2 separate regions of the Sorghum bicolor genome follow, and region 1 is linked to region 2. A link is a contact called in public HiCAR-type data. All regions are on one chromosome and are shown on one strand. Each heading gives the region's core, a stretch centred on a gene start, on an enhancer-like site or on the middle of the called end of the contact. The rest is flanking DNA. Distances are from core to core; before and after follow the strand shown.

Evidence for each region. HiCAR-type assays count read pairs that join an accessible place to other places.
Region 1: a HiCAR-type map of leaf shows a contact between it and region 2, with 2.8 times the contacts expected there. The contact joins the promoter of LOC8080054 here to the promoter of LOC8080053 in region 2. A contact is called at or near these places in 1 of 4 Hi-C or Micro-C datasets (leaf) and 1 of 1 datasets of contacts at active chromatin or transcription factors (leaf).

The regions. Positions count from the first base shown.
Region 1 is chr10:7,687,078-7,691,454 of Sorghum_bicolor_NCBIv3, reverse strand. LOC8080054 reads left to right here and starts at 2,830. Exons shown (of 3, transcript XM_021448935.1): 1 at 2,830-3,350; 2 at 3,717-3,954. The coding sequence starts at 2,921. The coding sequence ends at 3,808. It overlaps LOC110431345 (a long non-coding RNA gene), which reads left to right. Exons shown (of 4, transcript XR_002448841.1): 4 at 504-1,742.
Region 2 is chr10:7,645,136-7,649,653 of Sorghum_bicolor_NCBIv3, reverse strand. LOC8080053 reads right to left here and starts at 3,129. Exons shown (of 1, transcript XM_021448905.1): 1 at 2,195-3,129. The coding sequence starts at 2,799. The coding sequence ends at 2,539.

The sequences.
Region 1 (4,377 bases), core at 1,581-4,080, 42 kb before region 2:
ACATCAGAGCTACGACGGTCATATTAAAAGTTGTCTTTAAATTCTGCTACCAATTAGTTTTTTTTTTAAAAAAAACTGATGCATACTAGAGATAAGCTCTGCCTGACACAATCCATGTTACTAGATTGGGGGAGACTGAACTTTTAAAGAGACCACAAAGATGTATTGCAGTACTCCTATCAATGAATAGACTATGTTTACTTTGTTAGATGGAGAATGGTTATGTTTCGAAAACAAATATTACACTGAGGGATTGCTTGCACAATCTTGCAGCCAACTCTAGAGACTAACTGCCTAAATATATATATATCATGAACCGTTGTCCATATGTGAAGGTACGAGTATTGGAACTATATTATCAACTATATTGGGAAAAAATGACGAGTGAGAAGATCCCATAAATTGGCTACATAGAAATGATAATTATGTGCCACGACCTAGAGGCCCATATGCGGTCATCTCTAGTCCATTGCCTACTTTCACTATTTTAAAAATATTTGTAGAAGTTCATTTACCTGAGCGGCGCTACAACCATGGATGTCACAAACAATAAAGATGAATTTGATCATAAACTATTTGAACCAACACATGATGATTGGGACGCTGATGAAGATACCAAGCGGACATGGATTGCACAACGAAAACTTATATGGTCGATAAATATGTACAAGGTACTACAGCAACATTTATAAGTCATGTTACAAATCCAGCTTAAATAAATATGTATTTGCATAGAGCATATTTATGTATTAATTAAATTAATATCATCTCTACAATATCTCGCCAACAGATCATGATTGTGTGCTTTCAGAGGGCCCAGCTGCAATAATGTATATTCATACCACTTTATCAGTCCTCATGTGAATATATATTGTTAAACGTGTGCTTCATACTTTCATTTTAGGCATCTTGGTAAACCATTTTATTTTTATGGATTAATACTTAATGATTTATCGTTTGCACTCTGTAACTTCAAGTGAATTTTCTTGTACCAAGATCCCCGATACTCATGCCGTCTACTAGCCTAACAACTATTTTTTTATCAAACCTATTAAGTAAAGCTTTTCTGTGATTCTAATCAAATTTACACATTCGAGTTGATTTCATATTAAAACAGTAAAATATATTATTTTATTATCTTTTAACCTTGTTGTTGTTTGGTTAATTGCCCAAAGTAGCTTGTGTTTGCAAACACGGAAGAAGTTTTATTAATTCCCTAAAGATCTCTAAGTCATAATTTAGGACTTAGATAGAACGTAACTTAGATGGTTAATACTATAAATAACTTTACCATTCATTCTTATGCAAAAGTGTTTTCAGACTGTATACATGTTCAAATACAATTATGTAAAATTTAAAATATGGAACAAAATGATTGGTTGTTTTTATGTGTATCCTTGAGATAAAACCGTGATGTTAGCACGAGTATTATATGATAAGCTACGCATGAAGCTGAAGCTGAGCGGTTAGAGCATCTCCAAAAGTTTGCTAAAACACTTGCTATCTCACAAATTTTGGCAAATCCATGATAAAAACTCTCTCCGACAGTTTGCTAACACATGTTTACCAAAAATCTGGAGTTGCCATCCTCCCTATCCGCGCGCGGACTTCTACACGCGCGGACTCGTCGCGTATCTCGTTCCCGGCGCCGTTCGTTGCCGCGAGCTGCTGCCGTGCTGCTGCCGCTGAGGCCTTGTTCAGTTTGCAAAAAAATTTGGGTTTGGGTACTGTAGCATTTTCGTTTGTTTGTGGCAAATATTGTCCAATCATAAACTAACTAGGTTTAAAAGATTCTTCTCGCAATTTACAGGTAAACTGTGTAATTAGTTTTTATTTTTATCCATATTTAATGCTTCATGCATGTGTCGTAAGATTCGATGTGACGGGGAATCTTGAAAATTTTTGGTAGTTTTTGGGAACTAAACAAGCTGCTGAGGTGCTATGATAGATTCAAAGGCCTTGTTTAGTTTCTAAAAATTTTCAAGATTCTCCATCATATCGAATCTTACGGCTCATGTATGATGCATTAAATATATATGAAAACAAAAACTAATTGCACAGTTCATATGTAAATCGCGAGACGAATTTTTTAAGTCCAGTTACTCTATAATTGGACAATGTTTGTCAAATAAAAACAAAAATGCTACAGTGTCAAAATCTAAAAACTTTTGCGAACTGAACAAGGTGAAAGAGTGTCCAAAGTGTTCGAAAGCTAAATAAAATCTGCTACGCACGGAGGCGACGTCTAGGCGTCAGGCACGGGCCACAGATAGATGAGCGTTGGTAGTTGGGGTGTGGGCTTTTTTTTTATTTGGCAAGTCTAAATGGCAAACTATTAGAGATAGTAATTTTTTTTCACTTGCCAAATCTTTTACCAAGTTGCCAAAACTCAAAATATAGCAAATAAATTTTAGCAAACTGTTAAAGATGCTCGGCCAAGTTTTGAATATCAATCGGTCTCTCGGTAAGAGAAGAAAAAATGCCTTAAAAGACTGGATTGGGCTTGAAATGTGGTGACAGGCATGGGTTAGTGGGCCAGGCTGATAGCCGTAGAGAAAAAGCCCATCATCGCCAAATAAAGAAGATGCCCCGTGGGTGATTGATAGATGGTTTGTCGTGATTAGGGATGAAAACGAATTAGATATGGACGGATATCAAATTTGCTTTTATATTTATAGTTGGATTCGGATTTGAATACGGATAATATCAATCATGTCGGATAAGATATAATTGGATGTCGACATCATAAATATATAATTTAAGTATTCGAATACGGATACGATATGGGATGTTGAATATTCGGACTCGGATATGGACATATAAACGAATTCGGTCTCGATATTCGATCTACTCGTGATTGATCGGGGGCCCGGCCGCGCTTACAAATCTAGATCCGGCTTGTTCGGAGACTGCGGCGGCGATGGCGGTGGAGGCGGCGGCGGCGTGGTATGAAGAGTTGCGACAGCTCGAGTACCTCGAGGAATCCATGCATAAGAAGCTACGGTCCATCTCCAGGAGGCTGATGATGGCCAAGGATTTGTCCGAGGCGGAGGCGGCCAAGCTCAAGGAAGAGCAAGCGTTGTTGCGAAAGCAGGTTGGGCGGTTCGGCCCTGATGTGTCGCGGAGGCCAGATTTCTCATGCATGACCGAGGCCGAGCGAGCGGCGGCGGCGGAGAGGCTGAGGAACGACGAGCTTCACTATGCGCGCCGCCTTATGCAAGAGGGCAACTCCAGGGGTCAGGCGATGGAGGCCTTTGCTCGCTTCGTCGACTTCGATCCCAAGCAGGGGGGCCGCTACTACAGCCGATGCAGCCGCGGCGGCCTCTCCAACCTCGACCTCGACGAGGAGTGTAAGTCGCTTGCCTGCCCGCGGCCCTTGTTCCCTTCCATCCTTTCGCATGTACCCATTGCAGTTCAATCCTCCACCTGCGCATCCTACCATCTACGACAGATTGATTGATTAATTCTGCAACTTGTATTTATTTATTTATTTTATTATAATATATATATGTGTAACAATGTGCTGAGTTGATTTGATTCCACATGCTAGAATTTGTTTCCATATGTGTAACAATGTTTGGGTTTTTGATTCCACAGATTGATTAATTCTGCAACTAGCTAGTATCTATTAGTTTGTACCAATCTTCAATTCAATCCAATTAAGCATCTATGACTGATGATCTAGCATTTCCTTTGTATTTCCACATGCATGACAGCACCCATTGGTCCGATGAAGCTTATCGATTCCCCCTACAGAAAAGAGAGCGACTTTGGTTGGCTGTGTACGGCTGTAAACTTACGGCTGTAAACTTCCTGTCTGTCAAGATAGCCTCTTCGGATGTCGGCTTCCCAATCCATGTCTACGGCACTATCATTGTCAGGGACAGCATCGATGTGAGGTTTGTTTATCACTTCCGCCGCGACAGCAACAATTGCCAACTCATCAATTCCGAGGTACAAGTACAACCAACATTCACCATCTCCTTTTCTAGCTATAGTTTGTGCATGCATTAGTGCCTTGTTTTCCACTCATATATAGTACTGGCCTGACCTGACCTGACCTGTAACCAATTCCTGTTTCGCATGCTGCACAGTGTAACCAGGACTGTTTAGGGGCACCCTAATGCTTCCTTTCTAATAAAAATCCATTCTTTCAGAAAGACACATATGCTTCTTGTTACACGTTTGTGTTTTAACGCTGCTTACACAAATAGTGATTATATATAGCACTGTTGCATCTAGAGGATGAATCCACACATCTTGCTTCGGATCCACACCATTGACATTTATTTTCATCAGCTAGCTAGCTAGCTTTATACGTACCCAAGCAGCATAATAATAATTACATATATATACCATGGCTATAATTTCTTTTCA
Region 2 (4,518 bases), core at 1,880-4,379:
GGTGAAATGTTAGCTTTAGCTTGTTCTTTACTTTCTGTAATCTTATGAACAGTGTGTTTGTTTAGGCGCGTAGAATCCTAGTCGGTTCAGAGATGTGCCTGAACCAGGCCTAGACCGCGGAAGTGTCCGTGTCCCCACCGCGATGTTGGTCCTGTGCATGTTCCATCGGCGTTCCGAAAGATAAGGACGATCAATGGGGGTGTCATGGCGGTGGGGGAGTCAGTCTTCAAGCCTATATAAGCAAACAATAACGTGGAGAGTTGCCCTTGATTGGCAAGGAAACATTGTTGTTCTTGCGCTCTTTCTATTTTCGGTTCACGCAAAGTTTACGTTCTAGGGTTTAAGTCACCGTGAACGCCACCTGCCGGTGTCGCACCGTCGTCGAGCTCGATTTTCTGACCTCGGTTCCAACAATATGATGCAGCAGTAAGCGATGGCGTTGTCTGTGACCCCATTTCCCCAAGGCGCATATGGACAGTTGCGAGGTTTTTTTTTTCTCTTCTCAATCTCAATGTCTTTATTTCCCTCTCTGTGCAGTAAGCCAGTAAGCGATGGCGTTGTCCAAGCCCGTTGTATGCCCAAGCACTTTCACGACGAGTCGATGACCTCAACGTTGTGTGCAGTGCATCTCCACACTCTGACAGCAAAAGCGGGTATATATCTACGTCTAGTGCCTGGCTGTGCTGACGATGGTCCAAGATCTGAATGCCCATGCGGCTGTTGTTGGGCTTTGCAATTTTTTTTAGCTTTGCTACCCGGCGGTGCTTGGCGGCTCCAGTAATGGATCCGTGCTTTGCTTAAGTGGCAGTCCACTCCTATCCTTGTGATTCATGGCGAGGCAGTTCCTTCGTGCGTCTGTTCATGAGCAGGAGCTCCACGGCGGAGTGGAGGATCGTCCAGGCGGTCTCCATCGTCACTATGCTCCCACTCCATCTTGACTATTTGGGAGCTGTTAATGTGTTTCTAAATGAATTTGTGGATGGATTTGATGTAGAGGATGCTGATTTCATCCAGTCATTTTAATCACTGCAGAAAATGATTGTAATATAATTATGTCACTACCAGCACTCGGCAAAGCCCATATTGCACTCGAGTGCCACACTCGGCAAAGGGCACTCGGCAAAAACTCTGGGCAAAATCGTCTTTGCGGAGTGTCATTTTCAATTAAAGATGCAGTTTTGCATGACAAGATGAATTCAAATGAAAAGGTTGATAAATACAAAATTTCATAACTTATCAAGATCTACAGAGTTTATTTTAGTTGTTTTGTCATTTGTTCATCCGATATAGTGATTCTAATATTTTTTATGAATCTTATATATCTCTCTTATAGTTTCATAAACTATAAGAGAAATGTTTAATTTATGAACACATTTATTTTGAATTTGTCAAATGAAAAAATGACTAAAATAAATGTTGTAGATCTTGATAAGTTATACAACATTGTAGTTAAAAACTTTTTGATTTGAATTCATTTAGAGTTTCAAAATTCAATTTGAAATTTTCTTTGCAAAGTGTTTTTTTTTACACTCGGCAAAGAAGGTCTTTGCTGATTGTAAAAAAAACACTAGGCAAAGAAGGTCTTTACCGAGTGTTTTTTTTCTATGTGTTTTTTGGCATCGGCAAAGTATTTAACACTCGGCACAGACCCGAATTCCGATAGTGTGTGCAAAAGTGATGATTTTGTAGTTACTACTAAAATTAGATGTTCTGATTTTAGTGAGAAGAAATTTTACTACATGTACGCCAAGCTACAGTAAAAAACTCTTTTTACTATATGAAAAATTATTACTAAGTGAAAGCCAAATTTGATATTGTTAGTAATAAAAAATTTACCTCGCCAGCGACCCGATATGTTTGTGATTTGCACAGACAAATTTAACCACTCACATACTAGAAGGTAATTATTTTCTTAACAAAATAATACTAATAGTAATAAAAAATAATCTCAATATCGATCCAGCACGCTAATCTTTAGCATAGGCAAATTTACAGCTTGCATGGTAGGAGAGAATTATTTTCTTAAGAATATAATACTATTAGTAATAAAAAATTTACATGGCCGACGACCAGACACGCCGGTGGTTTGCGCACGAAAATTTAACCACTCACATATTAGGCTGTAATTATTTGCTTAACAAGTAATAAAAAATAGTCTGAATCTTTAGCACATGCACATTTACGACTCACATGCTAGGAGAGAATTATATGCTTAACAGTTTGATATATATATATATATACAGGAAAATGGAAAAATAAACTTAGGAAAATATACAGACAAAAGCAGGGATCATCGACTAAGCTGCCTACCACTGGATATAAAACATAAAGATAATAAATAGACCAGCCTTTCCCCAAATCAAGCAAGCAAAGCTTAGATGCACCGGTTTAGCACAAATAAGCTAGCCAAAAACATGATGAAGCGAATAATAAGGCTCACCGATGGATCCATGTACAAAAGTTGGATTATATTACTACAAGCTGAACCATATAGAAAACCCGGTCCAGATCGACTCCGGAGTCCGGACACACTATATATCATCCCCTGCGCCTCGTGGATCGCGACCGCGACGACGGCGAGGAGGTGTTGTTGCTGCTGGCCGCCATGGACGCCACGGCCTTGGCCCACACCAGGAGCTCCCGCTTCATCCGCTTCTCGTCGCCCCAGATCATCGGATCCACCGGCCGGTCCTTCTCCGTGGTAAGGAAGAACACCGGCGGGGTGCCCGACACCTCGCCGCCGCCGCCGCCCGCTGCCAAGAACAGCGGCCGTAGCACCGTCTCCGCTTCCAGAGCCATCGATGATCCTCCGCCGGCGCCTCCGCACACGCACCACAACCTTCTCAAGGCCTCGATCGAGAGCTACCTCCAACTCGATCGTGAGCACAGTGTGCTAGCTAGCTAGCTGTGGCTGTTTCTGTGTGTGCTCTGCTCCCGGATAAGAACGCAGTGACGACGACGCGATAATCGTCGTTTATATATAAGGAGGAAGGAGTCTAGGAGGGCTTGTGTGCGAGAGAAGGATATTGGCACGAGGAACTCGCTGTGCGCCGTCGTCGTCGTCGGGTACTCCCCTCGGGCCTCGGGTGGTGTCAGTTTTATACACGGGCGGGGCGGGCGCGCAGCTGCAGCTGCAGCATGCACACATGCGCTCCCGGGCGGCTCGCGTAATATCTGGAAGGGTGAGCGCGGAGCATATGGGGCAGCGAGTGATGCGGAGCGCGCCGCGTCTGCCGGGGAAGCTCAGATATGGTTGAGCCGTCGCGGTCCGGCCGCCGGTCTCTGGGGCGGCGCGCGCGCGGAACGTGAGACAGACGACGGGCATGGCCGCTTGTGTGCTCGGACAGCGGCCGGCCGCGCGCTAGGCATCATCCTAGCTGGAAAACGAGGCGCAAAAGCGAGAACGTGCCGGTATCTCTACGTGCTGCGAAGGATGGCACACTACGACGCGACAGTTTCTGGCCAAAAGGGTTGAGATTTTTCTCTCTGTATAGTGGTATATGATCAACGTTGTGGGTTGCGGGCCAGGATAGGAGTATATCGAGACGTGGTATCCATATCCGGTCGTTCTCAGGATCTCGAATAATGATCACACCGGGATACTGTATCCACACAGTACGTTTATGCACTGTGTATATATCATCCTATACCTGCTGCCTTTACATGTAAAGACATGGATAGGAGTACGTACGTACGTACGTACGTGCTTACGTATCGGATGAGCAAACACTAGGATACACTAGACACCAAAAAAACGAAAGTTTCTTGAGGATCAAAAACCACCAAGTAAAATATGAAAACCACCAAGAAAATGTTTATTTCTTGAGGGGCAACCCCGCCAAGCAAAAGCCACCAAGTATAGTAGAGAAACTTAGTTTCCTTGGCGGTTCACCCCACGGGTGAATTTCTTGGTGATTCAGCTGTGTCCAAAATTTAAAGCCTCGCGTGTTATTTCTTTACCGCTGCAAAGTCACCTGTGATCTGACTTCGTGGCTGATAAATCTCTTTTGTGGTATTCACTAGAGTAGTTTGTGATGCATATTTAAAATCCTAAAGAAATTCATACGAAAAAAAAGTTTGAACTGGAAAGTTTGAGATTTCTTTGAATACTATAACTTCGTTGTTGGTTATTTCATCGTCGCCTGAGGTCATTAGAAAAAATTATAAAAATATTAATTTTTAAATAATAATTTAATTTGGCGGTTTAAAATAGCACTCAAGGAAAATGATTGTTTTTCTTGGAAGTTAACAAATAACACTCAAGAAAAAATTACATATATAAACTAGTACAAAATCGATTTCGTTGACAGTTGCGGTTTTTTTTCACTAGCGAAACATAACGTGAAGGCGCTAGTAGAAATGAAATTCTAAGCCTATGGCTATGAACCGAGAGTGTGAATTATTCTAGTTGTTTTCTTAACCTAGTGTTACTAAATAATTTATTTATTTTTTTAAATTTTCAAATGATCTTAGATGGAGAAATGGTTTGAATGAAAGTTGTACTATTCAAAGAGAGAT